3 separate regions of the Sus scrofa genome follow, and regions 1 and 2 are each linked to region 3. Evidence: chromatin contacts called from public HiChIP or PLAC-seq data. All regions are on one chromosome and are shown on one strand. Each heading gives the region's core, a stretch centred on a gene start, on an enhancer-like site or on the middle of the called end of the contact. The rest is flanking DNA. Distances are from core to core; before and after follow the strand shown.

Region 1 (4,537 bases), core at 408-2,907, 250 kb after region 3:
TATATATATATATATCAGAGGATGGATCAGATCGTAGCACACATACTTCCCAAGTTCTTGATTAAGCCCGTATCTACTCTATGCTCTATAATATAATTAGCTCTGGCCTAAGGCCCTTGACTCACTTGAGACTGCTAGGCACTCTCCTACTATCTTATTTTCTTTTTGACCTCTTAAAGACACATCTACCATATTTAGGTTGGGTAAAGTAGTACAGAGATAGGATTTGAGATGTTCTTTTTTCTCTCTTCTCCAAAGATTGGTTTCAGTGGAGAAAGGGTATAGAAAAAAGGCAATATGATCAGAGAGAAGAGAAAGAAAAAGGATTATTAACTCATTCTTTGTATAGCCCTGGGTTATTTTGTTTTAAAACACATGCAGTACTTTCATGGTTAAAAACTCCAAAACAGTTTGAAAAATAAAAGTTACCTAGTCCAATAACATAAATCCTCTCTACAATATACCCTCACTGGTTGTCTAGCTTACTTTTAAATAACCCCAGTAATGGAAACTCACAGACTCTTGAGGCAACTTTGGACAGCACTATGAGAACAATGTTTAGAGTTCTGATGGCTCAGTGGTAATGAACCAAACTAGTATCCATGAGGATGCAGGGTTCAATTCCTGGCTCTACTCAGTGGGTTAAGGATCCAGTGTTGCCTTGAGCTAGCCACTAGGGATCTGTACGTCGCAGACATGGCTCAGATCCCTAGTGGCTGTGGCTTTGCCATAGGCTGGCAGCTGCAGCTCCAATTCAACCCCTAGCCTGGGAACTTCCATATGCCACAGGTGTGGCCATTAAAAAAAGGCGGCAACAACAACAAGTCTTCACATTATTAACTCAAAATCAGTCTCTGCGTAGCTTCCCCCCATGACCTTAGTTCTATCTCTTGGGCCCCAAAAGACACCCCTCATCCTGCTTCCCCTTAGATACTAAGAGGCCTAACACCAGCTTAGACACTAGGCAAAGCATAACCCTACGTGCATGGCTTTTCTTCTGGGCTAAATATTTTCTAGGATTTATGAGAAGGATGCTGGAAGATGACAGAGAGACACATGCACTTTTTCAAGATGATGGTTCCTGAGATTGAGCCAGAACACCTTGGCCCCTCAATAGTCTTGTCATAGAAGAGTTTACTGCCTTGTTTTAACACTCCCACTTAGAGAAGAAAGCAGGTAGCCAGGCACTCGTGCGGGCTCTAAACATGGAAAACGTCCTGCACACAGGCAGTCAGGCCCCTAGACTAAAAATGGAAGCAGCCCTATATGCAAACAAATCAGAGCTTGGCATTGGCTGAGGAGGGCAGGAGAAAGGGCCAAAGAGAATGTTCTGGGCTGGGCCACTTGTTGATGTTAGACATTCCTACCTAGGAAATGCACCCTGAGCAATGCTTTCATTCTGACCACAGTGCATTAGTCAGATACACAGGCTTCTCAGAGGCAAGATCGAGGAAGACGATGCAAATTTTCAAGTGTGGGAACATTACTGACACGGAACAAGTTTGAGAACTTGAAAGTGAAAGTCACTGGAAAGAGTTTGTTGGTAAAGAATAGAATATGAAAATGAAACAATATTTTAAATGGAGCACACTTCCCATGGCCTTTCATTTCACTCTGTGACTCAAACTGGGAGTTTCTGGGCCATGCAGAATCCTGTTTGGTCAAGTGACCTGCCTACTCTTTTCTGACGGACCTTAGCATAAATATCTGGGGAATTACTCAGTCCACGTCATTGTGATAACGATTACAAGCACATCTGCTTGCTTCTGCAGAGTGCTGTGGAGGTTACAAAGCACTTGCCTGAATATTTTCTCATTTTGCCCTCACACAAACTCTGTGAGGTGGAGATTATTGTCTGTTACAGGTAGGGAGCTGCTTCATGTTCAGGAGGGTTTTATTGTTTGTTTGTCTTGTCTTGTTTTGTTTTATTTTGTCTTGATTTGTTTTCTATGACACTACAGCCGTCAGGACTGCTACCACAGTCCACCCAGTCTTAACCAACTGCAACCAAGACACACCTAAGCATCACCCCACCACCCTTAACTAGCCCAAGGCCTAGTCATCCGAGCGAGCAAGCCCAGGGCTTCGCGTCAACATACACTATGCTGAGTTATCATCCCTAATATCTTTAAAGCAAAACACCCCCGGACAAGACTGTGTTTGCGGCAGTGCTCACCCTCGGGCCCTGGTGTCCTTGATAAGGCAACACAGATACTGGATCACTTTTTATCCGCTTCAGGAAGGACAAATAAACCACTGTGGCTCCATTGTTACCTGGTCTCAACTTTTCCCCGCTATAGAACTAAAGATATTCCTAGAGTGTGTTTCACTCAGATGAATACAGCCTGATGAAATTTCACTGCCAAATAAGGAGAAAGATCATGTGCTACATTCCCTGGAGCTGTATTATAGCCTGGCAAGCAGCTTCCTGCAATACCCATTTTAAAAGATTAGCAGGAGGAAGAAAACCAAGGTTACAATAAAAGAGTCATTACTAAAAGTTCTCAGGATAATTCCTTTCTTTGAAGCCTAAACACACAGCAAGCATCTTCTAACACGATGGTAGTAGTTACAGCAGGAGTATTCAAAGGGCAGGGGAGCCCTGAGGGTATTGAGTATTTTTCCGTCATTTTCTCCACGGTAGATTTAAAGGAGACTCTCACATTTTTTCAGACCGAAATCATCTCTCTCCTTGTCCTCACTTCAGTTCTTTCAAATGCTGAAGAGCAATGAAATGAAGGAGACAGAAAAACCTGTTTCGGTGCGCTTGGAAAACCTTGCGTTTTTGAAGGGAATCTTCAGGGGAGGGACCACTTGCCCTGAGGGAGAACCAGTGAAGCTCTGAAAACACAAGACCCTGGAAACCAGAGAGGCCACCCATCAGAGACCACTCAGAGATGGTCAGCAGCGGTTGCTGCACACTCGGCCACTCCCCTGAGCTCAGGAAGGACGACCAGCAGTTCTCCAGTGCCCTGTGCACCTCACAGCACCTAGCATGGTGCCTGACTCACACAGTGTGCCGTAAATATTCGTTGACTAAAATCAGATAAAATGGAAGCAGGCTCCCATACGTTCCTAAGTATCAGACATGAGCATACTAGAGCAGACGTGTTTGCTCTTGGAAGAAAGGAGAAAGAAATACTATTTTGAATCTAATGCCTTTGAGTCTTACGATGGGAAGGGACAGAAAATCCTCCCAGTCCATCAGATTCTGCACACTGGAGCCCCCATCATGAGAGAAGAAAGGGCTTCCATGGAGCACTACCACCTAGAGAACATTTTCAACCTCTCAGCAAATCAGAACTTCACCTCAAGACAAGCCGATCAGAGATCTCCACTGATTCCATTCCACTCAGAAAAGATTTCATGTTCAGATGCTCACAGGGTTTGCTTTGTGAGTGCTGGCTACCAAACTGCTGCTGAGCCCTGGTACAGCTCTAAGAGAGAACAGCTTGTTACCACGCAGATTTCCCACACAACATCTTGAATATAATGTATAACCCCAGAGAGGTTTTGCTGTTGAATAGAGATGCTGTGATGTATGGTGCAGCTGCAGACCTGGGAGGAGGGTCCACTGGCCTGAGTTCAAGCTCTGCGATGTTCCAGCTGTGGGGCCACGGATACATTATTTCACCTCTCTGAGCCCTGGTGTTTTCATCTAGAAAGTGAGAGGCTGAAAACAGTTGACCTCAAAGATCCTTTCTGGCTTCTAGCACTTTTAACACTCCATGACTCTGTGAAGAAAAACAACTAAAATTAAACCCTTTATGGCTTACATGCCATGTAAGAAAACAGGTTGATGCATCAACAGGTCATGAAGACATGGATCCCATTAGCGAAAGCTCAGCCCTTTCTGTGGCTGAAAGGAATGAGGAGAATATTTTGGCTTTCAAAGTGGGCAAAGATTTGGTTTGGACTTCTCTCTAAAAAGACAGCATGTCTCAGCAGTCGAAATGGTGCCAGGAGCCGCAGGCTGGGTCACTGCCTTTAGTGAGGGAGGCCCAGCATGCAGAACACAAATTTCTTAATTATCATTACTATAACCTTTACTAAGCCTTGTTTTTCTTGGGGGCTCTCCTGGTCAGGTAATCTGAGTTAGAGCCAACCCAATTTATAAAATTTGAGACTTTTCCCACTGTAGGTAAGATTACATGCTATTTTAAGAAACCTCTTGGGGGATGAGGAAATATGCTGTTTTTCTTTTAAATATTATACTGTATATCGATTCCAAATGCTAACCGAGCTTTGAAAGAAAAACACCAGTTCCCTAAAAATAGTCTGTCTACAATGCCTCTTAGATTTGGTCACTTTATACACAGAGCATACTTAGCATGTAGTTAGAAACAAAATAATATTTGGTGAACATATCTAACAAGTTAAGAAAAATTAAAGATAAATGTCCCCAAAACATTAATCAAATATGAATGCACATGAGCTACATGGCTACTTTAAGGTTGTATTCTCAAAAGAAATCTCAAATGAGCTCTAGTTTTTAAAATCTTTGGTAATCATATAACAAATCTAAAGGCTCAGTCTT
Region 2 (4,192 bases), core at 865-3,364, 220 kb after region 3:
CTTCTTCTGAAGCAATATCCCAGGACAGGGAGTGTTGAGGCAGATGCACCTCTGCTCACATAATTGAAATAGCAGGTGAGTAAAAGGGGGAGGGGTCAGCTGATGTGATGAAGGGTCATACAGGTGTCCTTGAAAATGGGTGCAAACTGGAGAAGCAACATGTGTGCCTTCTCAGAGACTTAAGGGACAGATTGATACAATTAGCTCAGGGCTGCATACAAATGACACTCCTTTTGTGTAGATGTCTGCAAGTCTCTCTAGGGCCAGCAGTCACTTGGAATTCAGGTCAGCCAGGGAAAGCTGAGTGGGAACATGTGTTTCTGTGCCTCCAAGAACGACTCCCCAACTCCTTCCCAAAGAAGCACATGCAGATAATGGCCTAAAAGGGGTCAGTGTCCTGCTAGTGTTTGGCTGAGGCTTCCAACCTCATTTAAAAAAAAAAAAAAAAGAAGTTAGTCACGTGTAGGAAAATAACATAATCCAAAGTGTGTTCTGCCACAGAAACAACCAATATGGTTGCCAAACACCCAGGGAGAGATTCCTAAAAATCTACATAGCACGAACAGATTCCTGACCTACAATCTACACAGAATACACTCTCTACTGTCCTTGGCCCCCTTCCTCTTCAGCTTCATTTCTAATCATCTCCAAGTACTCACCTCTCACTGGCACCTTAATTTGAACTCAGCATGTCACAAAGGAACCTCGTCACTCCCCGAGGCTGGTCTTCCTCCTAATTTCTCATCGACAGCGTCATGCTTTTTCTGAGTCCCTAATCTGGGGCATCGTCTAAACACCCACATCTGTATCCAAGCAGTCACTGTCCGCCCATTTGACTTCCAAGGTGCCTCTCAAGTCTGCCCCTCACCTTTGCTCCTCCTACTCCCACTTTCCAGCTGGTCCCTTTTTGTGACCCTTTTCTCCCACCCCACACGACCCTCAGAATTCGCTTCCTGAAAACACAATCAAATGAGGTTATTCTTTCTTACAACTTCAGACGTGCTTACAGGGGAAGGCCTTAGTATGCTCCACAAGGTCCACCAGACTCTTAGCCCAACTTAACACACTTGAGCTCATCTTTTGCCACAACTCCATTTTTAAAACGTCTTCTACCTAAGCATGCTGTTGTTCCCTTTCCCACAAGCCATTCCCTCCATTGGTGATGCTCCTCCCACTTCTGTCCATCTGAGAAAGTTCTACCTATTCTTGAAGTTTCCACTCCAGTGTTTCCTTTGCAGAAACATTTGCTGTCGCTCCCATGCTTTCCCAAGTATTTCGCTCATGCCAATCACAAAGCACTAACACAACGCTGAACTGCCGTCAGAGGTGATGTCTTCTTCCCAAAGACGGGAACACTCAGGTCCTGGTAATTAGCAGTAAGTGTCCGTGAGCTGAATGACTAAACGCATCCCCAAAGCAAGAGAAGTGGACTTTCCAGGATAGCTAAGTGCGTCATGAATCTAAAACTAAACATTTCTTCTAAAATAAACTTCATGAGAAGGAATATCAGCCAGACAAAATAATGTCATCAATGTAAGTGGTCTTGGCTTAGACAACCAGAACTGACCTCTCAGTCTGTGAATGTGGTCTCTTAGGGCAACAACCAGTATGGTGCCTGACAAATAACAGCCCTGTATGAGTGGGTGCCGTTGTCACCAGAGGGTTCTATTCTGACCTTTAGTCCATCTAAATAAATAGAAAAATAAGCTGTCTACTAAGAGGCCTACAATACTTAACCTTACATTAAAAAAATCAAAATTCCCACTCACAGCCCCATTTCCTAACACAAGTGAACCCCCCACCCCCCCCACCCTATTTCAAATACATGAATGAGCTGATGGCCTAGGGCCATAGCCCGCATGCTGGCATCTGAGGACAGATACTTAAATGCTCTTGGCAGTATCTTCTAGGTTTTCCTATAGGCCAACATCAGGCCAATTTATCTGACCTCTTTGATCTGCACGGCTCCTCCAGGACCTAGAGCTATTTTCTAGAGGCCTGAATGAGTCAGAAGAAGAACATGATTAATCAACTTGGAAAGATTTGAAAGCTGGAAGAGAGCCATTCTGTGAGTAAAACCTCGGAGCTGTGGGGCTGCAGCCGTTGGAAAGTTAGGGGATTTCCACGGTTGAAGCCATGTGGCCGCCTGGCTATGGTCCCTGACCTTGCAATAAAGACAGAACAGACCTCGCCGGGTGATTTACCTCAGACAGGCTCCTATGGCTGCTGCCTTTGGCTGCTCGCTCTGACTTGACAAAACCAAAGTTATTTCCCCCTGAGCCTTAGGAACTGGCTCCGCAAATTCCCTCTGCTTTTTCTTCCCAATGGGTAGCATTCTCAGCCCCTTGGCTTCACTTTTATGTACAGAGAGGCTTATAATTAGAAGGGTATGTAAAGCATCTGGCCCAGGACTAGACAAACATTAGGTGGGTCTGCTCTTTCCCGGCACGCAAGGTGGATGGGACCCTATTGCTCTTCTTTTTTTGACAGCTGGGAAGCCCTCAATACCACTTGAAATCACTTTTCCTTAAGATGTGTATCACTTGCCACTGCTTCTCACTTGGGCGACTCACATTCTCCCAAATCTTTTATAGGGGACTGGATTCCTGAAGTGACATTTTTTTAAAGATGCTACTCTAACAGTGTCGGGCTTTTATTCCTTAAAGTCCTGCAGACACTGAGGCTGAGTAGGATAAATACATGTTCCCTGTTTGCTGTTTAATGTGTAATGTTTTATTGAGGCAAGAAAAGCGTCTCGAATCTCTGATCTGTCTCCACTGGTATGTCTCTACTTCCATTCTCTTGCCCTTCCACGTTTGGTACGCCCTTCCCTCTTTCTTCTTTCTTTCAGTCAAACACAGCAATCGCTTGGATTTTATTCCCATTTATTGCCATCTCTTTCCTGCTTCTGCTTTCTGTTCTATCACCGCACCCATAATAGGTTCTTTGTGTCTGCTGTCGAAAATGTGTCAGCAGGATCAGGATGTACTAATGCCTGACTGCTTGCTGGTCTCCTGTCCCCGTTTCTCTCTTTAATATCATCTGGTTTCCTTACGTAACTTCTCAGGACCTCGTCCATTAACTTAAGAAAGAAATTTAGGCGAAGGTGTTTAATTCTCTTCCCTATCAGAAAAATGAAAACTCCAAGTGTCTGCCCATTCAGCAAACTAACTGCCTGAATGCGGTCATACATCTTAGCTATACATGCAGACATATACATGTAAACTTTCACTGACAAAAGAGTTCTCATCCCTTGAGTCATGGTTCACAAGGCATTTGTTGAGCAATGCTAGCTGCTGCTTTTCACCGTGCTGGCATGGAGAGAGAGCCCTGGGGATTTTGCCTTTTGGCCCACAGATCAGTAAACACATTAGGGATTAACCGTGAAGTGATAAGAAGCTTGGGAGTAGGGCACTAGAACATTGATTTAGAGGAGGCGAAAAGAAAGGAATTTCAGGAAAAGGAATAGAAGTTATGAAATGGAAAAGAATTTTTAAAAGAATGTGTGTGTGTGTGTGTGTGTGTGTGTAACTGAATAGCTCTGCTGTACAGCAGAAATGAACACAACACTGTAAATCAACTATACTTCATTTAAAAAAAAAAAAAAAAAGCTATGAACTGTAAGACCAAATAGGGAAAAGAAAGGAGAGATGAAATAGAGTTAAGAGAAAAGAAGATTTAGAGAGAAAACACAAGACTAGATGAAGGAAGGCAGAGTGGTTCAGGAAAGAAAGAAAGCGGGCATAGAGCCATGAGAGCAGAAAAAGGTGGCCCACAGCTGGCCATCCACTTGAGAAAAAGCGCACGAAGGAACATACTTAGGAGTAAGTAAATACAGATGAGAAAACATTCCAAGTCAATGTGTCATCCGCATTTTAAAATCCCCTTTGTTATTATAATCTACTATCCACAATATGGCTTCTTGTTAGAAATCCCTCAGCCTATGGAAATAGAAATCTCTGTCTTGCTGATCCTTTTGAAGTGAGTTACTCTCATCAAAGCCCGCAAAGACTCAAATCCTGTGGATTGACACAACTCAAAAGTGAGACAATCGCTTAACCGGGAGGTTCTTGTGACAGTTTACTTCTAATAACTGGCCTTAATTTTGGCCTTCCAGAAGGGATGACGACAGTGATGATGGTGATTTTTATCACAAAGAATTTTTTAAAATTCATGTTGCTCCAGGCAACTA
Region 3 (4,269 bases), core at 1,532-4,031:
AAAAGAGGAGTGTGGATCTAGTCTAACAGTAGTCTAGGCCTTGGATTAAAAATTTTTCTCAATATAACCTTATTCTTATGGAAATTTTATTCCTTTTTTTTTTTTTTAAGTGGAGACAGGAAAAAATATTTTGGAAAAAAAAATGTGTTTGGCCTATGACTTTCGAACAAAATTCACACCCTGCTTTGTGCTATAAGCACTAGTAGCACTTGTTCAAATATCTTTCTTACATAGTGCACAATAGTGAAACACATACTAAAGTTGCGGCTTGAGCGAGATTCTGTTTTGGGTGGGAGACCAAGATTTCTGGATACTGATCCTTGGTGGCCTTACTGACTGATACTCTGCTCTTCTGCTCTAGATTCTACTAAAGAAGGTCCTGATGGCATTTTAAACATACAATATTTATGTTGCATTTCAATATTATGCAACAAGCTTAGTCCCTAAGGTCTGTACTATTGTACCCTGGAGCCTAATCTCTGTAACTAAGCTCCTCTGAAAGAGATGTGTTACTGAATATTCATCTCCCCATCTCTTTCATGATCATACAACTCCCATAATGTACCACCCAGATTAACAACTATATCTTCCAGTCTTTCTGTCCATATAGCTATAGATTGGCAGAAATAACGTGTATAAGTCTGGATAATATCCTTAAAGGAAGGGGTGGCCCTTTCCTGCCGCCAAATTGCTACCCTACACAACTCCTGCTACTTGGATGGAGGACAGGATACTGAACCATTTTGGACCATGGCAATAAAGGCAATGATGGAGCAGTGAGCTAAGAGCCGCAATCCCTGGACCAACATATGGGGCCAAGGCGCCACACCAGCTCTGGACTGCATTCTTCCATGATGCTATGTGAGAAAGCTATCAACCTCTATCTTATACACCACTGTTAATCTAGGTTGTGATTCCACCCAGCCAATCTTATAACCCAACCATACTTAGGAAGTTTCTTGAGGGATCATTATATGAATGTGATTGATCCATCTTAGCTTAGAATTTCAGGATTCAAAATTCAGGATGGGCCTAGAGTCTCCCAACAGAGGCTTGTGAAGCCTGAGAGGTAAGTCGTCACGGACTGCCGTGATGGAAGATGAGGGGGCTCAAACTCATTTCTGACTTTATAAAATCTTAGGAGCCCAGGCTGAGGGCTTGGAAAGGGCTACAAATACAATTTTGAAGCAGGGAACATCACTTCACCTTTCTGGAACTCAGCTCCCTCACCTGAAAATAAGGATGATGAATGGAACAAAAACATCCCTTTCCGGGAAGGGTATATAGTTAACTTTAGGAGGAGTGAAGTAATTTTTGTCAGTTAATCATGGAAGCATAGGCACAAAGCACATGCATTGTGCAGAAGATCCTCCTAGATGCTATAGGCAGCTTGCATCCCAATGGCAGAGGCACAAAAGGGATCCATGATGAATACATAAGAAGATTGCCCATGGAAACATGACAATAAACTTATAATTATACACGGCTACACAGGAATTGGTCCACTACCTCCAGTAGAAGTGTAAATTGGCAAACCTCTTTGGAGAGCAATTTGGGAATACAGAGTAAAGAGAAACATATGCATCCCCATTCTACTTTTTGATATAGACTGGAGAAACCCTCACACCTGCACACCGAGAAACGAGTGCAACCAGATTCACTGAGTTAACAAATAATCAAAATTTCCTCCAGTAAGGGAATGGGTGACATGTGGTATATTCATGCAATGGATAAAATAAAAGAACATGATCTACGTGTATCGACACGGATATGCTGCAAAAACACGATGCGAAGGGGAAAAAGCCAGTTGCGGAATGATGTGAACAATAAGCCATTTATGCACGTCCAGGATGCGCTCCTAACAAATATGATGTTTGGGTTCACATATATGTGGGAAAGTTTTTCAGAATCGGGTAGGGATATGTATCAAACCCTGGGGGGCTTTTGGTGTTTGTGGAGGAGCATAGGGGTGAGAGAGGAGGGAGTAGGATGAGGTGCGACGGAATTTTGAATTTTGGCAAGTTTTATTCCTGTAATTAAAAAAAAAATCTGAAATTAGGAGTTTGGGATTAACATATACATACTGCTTGCTATATATGAAAGAGATAAACAGCAAGGACCTACTATATAGCACAGGGAACTATATTCAATATCTTGTGATTACCTATGGTGGAAAAGAACATGCAAAGTACATATATGCCAATATGAAAAGTATATATATTAATATGCAAAGAATATAAAAAGTATATATATATACACACACACATATATATACATATATATATATACACCTTTTCTTTGGCCACACCAGCAGCATATGCAAATTCCTGAGCCACGGATCGAACCTTTAGCACAGACCTGAGCCACTGCAGGGATAATACCAGGTCCTTAACCCACTGTACCACAAGAGAACTCTTATATATAATTTATATATATATACACATATGCCCTAAATCATTTTTCAGTATATGTGAAACTAACGCAACATTGTAAATCAATCATACTTCAATTTTAAAAATTTGAAACAAATATCAAGATGTTAATGTGTTAATTCTGTGTGTTAGACTCATGGATTTTGCTGTATTATTTTCTGTACTGTTCCGTAGTTAAAATATATTTCCCACACTGGAAACAAACTCTCTCTGAGGCTAACAGCGAGAGTCAGAGGAGTGACAAAGCAGGGGGCCCGTGTGGGCCGATGTCATGGAAGGAGGGACAGGCAAGCGAATGCTGAACGAGAAGAAGAGCCTCTGCAACTGGCAGTCCTGCCCCCTCTTCCTGGGGAAGTGCCTCACTGAGAAGCAGGCCGAAGCAGCACAGGACAGGGTGACAGGCCCCCTCTGCCCCCTCTCTGTGGCGTGTGGGAGTGAGACATTCTGCTGCACAGACTCCCAGGACTCTCTGGCCAGGCCCCACAAACCTGCCAGGCTGTGCCTGGTGCGTGGATGATACTGACCAAGCAGACGCCTCCATACCTGGGTGGAAACAGATGGAGAATCTGCTGGTCACTTTGAGTCCACCAGGCAGAAACAGGGGCTCCTGATTCTAACTGAAATCAGATGAACTCAGATGGTGGTATTTGAGGGAAAAGAAGTTTTCAATGAATCACCAGCTGGCTCATGATGAAGAAAATGGGGTGGAAGAACCCAACCCAACTTTGTGACAACATGCTTCAAAAGCATGTGATCAAACAACCATTCTTGATTTTACAAGAAAGATAAGGCACATAGCTTTTTTAGCTCTTAAAAAAAAAAATCACTGTTTCTTTGCTTTCTGGTTTCTTCTGAGTCCCTATAGTAGGTGGTTGGAAAAGAGAAAACTAGCTTTGTTTCCAGAATCTTCTCCAGACCTATCTCAGGGTGTCCTGGGGTTCCCAGCCCTATCCCCAAGTTTATTCTGCTCATAGAATGAATAAGCAATGAGATCCTGCTATATAGCACAGGGAACTATATCCAATCACTTGTGATAGAACATGATAGAAGATAATACGAGAAAAGGAATGTATATATATGTATGACCGGGTCAATTTGCTGTACAGATGAAATTGCCAGAACATTGTAAATCAACTATTCCTTCATTTAAACAATATTTAAAAACCCCTAAACTAGTAGAGAACAGCATCAGAATCCAGATTCAACCTGCCTTACCTGGTCCTGATTTAAAATATATATATATATATATTTATATAAAAGCAAACAATTCTGTCCTGTTGAGAAACTAGTCCATTGTCTTCTGCCACGGTGAAAACAACTTGGTTTTTGTTCTTGAAAGGCTTCCTAGTTTCCTGAGGAAGAGTACAGGGCAAAGGAAGTGTGAACAAGGAGAAGCCTGCCGAGTCCACGGCTGCCTTTTCCCAGGCCAAAGCATCCTAGAATACCTGCTTCTTCACCAAGTCCCCAGACCTTTACTGCCAGGAGTCCCATGAAAGCCAGGATGGCTCCGGGAAAGCCAGGCCCTGGGTTTTCCCTGGGCTGCCTGCAGCATCAACAATAGCCTGGCTGCTTTCAGGTATAGAATCTTTATTCTTGGCCCTGACGCAGAGGCCCAGGGGCCCCAGCTGTGTTCTGGGTGGCACAACATGTGCGTGCTGGGGAAGCAAAGGATAGCACCAGAACAGATGTGGCTCAAGTTGGAGCTCACGGTACCTGCTCCCTTTGCTTCTGAGGACCCAGTCCATGAAAGCCCGTTCCCAGAGCCAAGTCCTGCTTTCCCCCTCTGCTAGGTCTCGCCACCACTTAGCCTCCCTCTGGGCTGGTCAACCCTCTAAGC

The links. HiChIP or PLAC-seq counts read pairs in DNA pulled down with a chosen protein or histone mark.
Region 1: a contact with region 3 is called in an H3K27ac HiChIP or PLAC-seq map of alveolar macrophages. The contact joins two enhancer-like sites. A contact is called at or near these places in 1 of 47 Hi-C or Micro-C datasets (embryonic fibroblasts) and 1 of 2 datasets of contacts at active chromatin or transcription factors (alveolar macrophages).
Region 2: a contact with region 3 is called in an H3K27ac HiChIP or PLAC-seq map of alveolar macrophages. The contact joins two enhancer-like sites. A contact is called at or near these places in 1 of 47 Hi-C or Micro-C datasets (skeletal muscle) and 1 of 2 datasets of contacts at active chromatin or transcription factors (alveolar macrophages).

What each region holds. Positions count from the first base shown.
Region 1 is chr7:91,920,326-91,924,862 of Sscrofa11.1, reverse strand. The region is part of intron 8 of RAD51B (DNA repair protein RAD51 homolog 2); the gene reads right to left. Among named protein-coding and RNA genes, the nearest start is that of RAD51B, 330 kb to the right of the region's middle. Within about 2 kb of position 1,657, at least 38 of the 83 cell types and tissues checked have an H3K27ac peak or open chromatin away from gene starts, as enhancers often do. A contact at or near this core is called in alveolar macrophages, where this site is marked.
Region 2 is chr7:91,944,418-91,948,609 of Sscrofa11.1, reverse strand. The region is part of intron 8 of RAD51B (DNA repair protein RAD51 homolog 2); the gene reads right to left. Among named protein-coding and RNA genes, the nearest start is that of RAD51B, 350 kb to the right of the region's middle. Within about 2 kb of position 2,114, at least 42 of the 83 cell types and tissues checked have an H3K27ac peak or open chromatin away from gene starts, as enhancers often do. A contact at or near this core is called in alveolar macrophages, where this site is marked.
Region 3 is chr7:92,169,268-92,173,536 of Sscrofa11.1, reverse strand. The region is part of intron 11 of RAD51B (DNA repair protein RAD51 homolog 2); the gene reads right to left. Among named protein-coding and RNA genes, the nearest start is that of ZFP36L1, 320 kb to the left of the region's middle. Within about 2 kb of position 2,781, at least 12 of the 83 cell types and tissues checked have an H3K27ac peak or open chromatin away from gene starts, as enhancers often do. A contact at or near this core is called in alveolar macrophages, where this site is marked.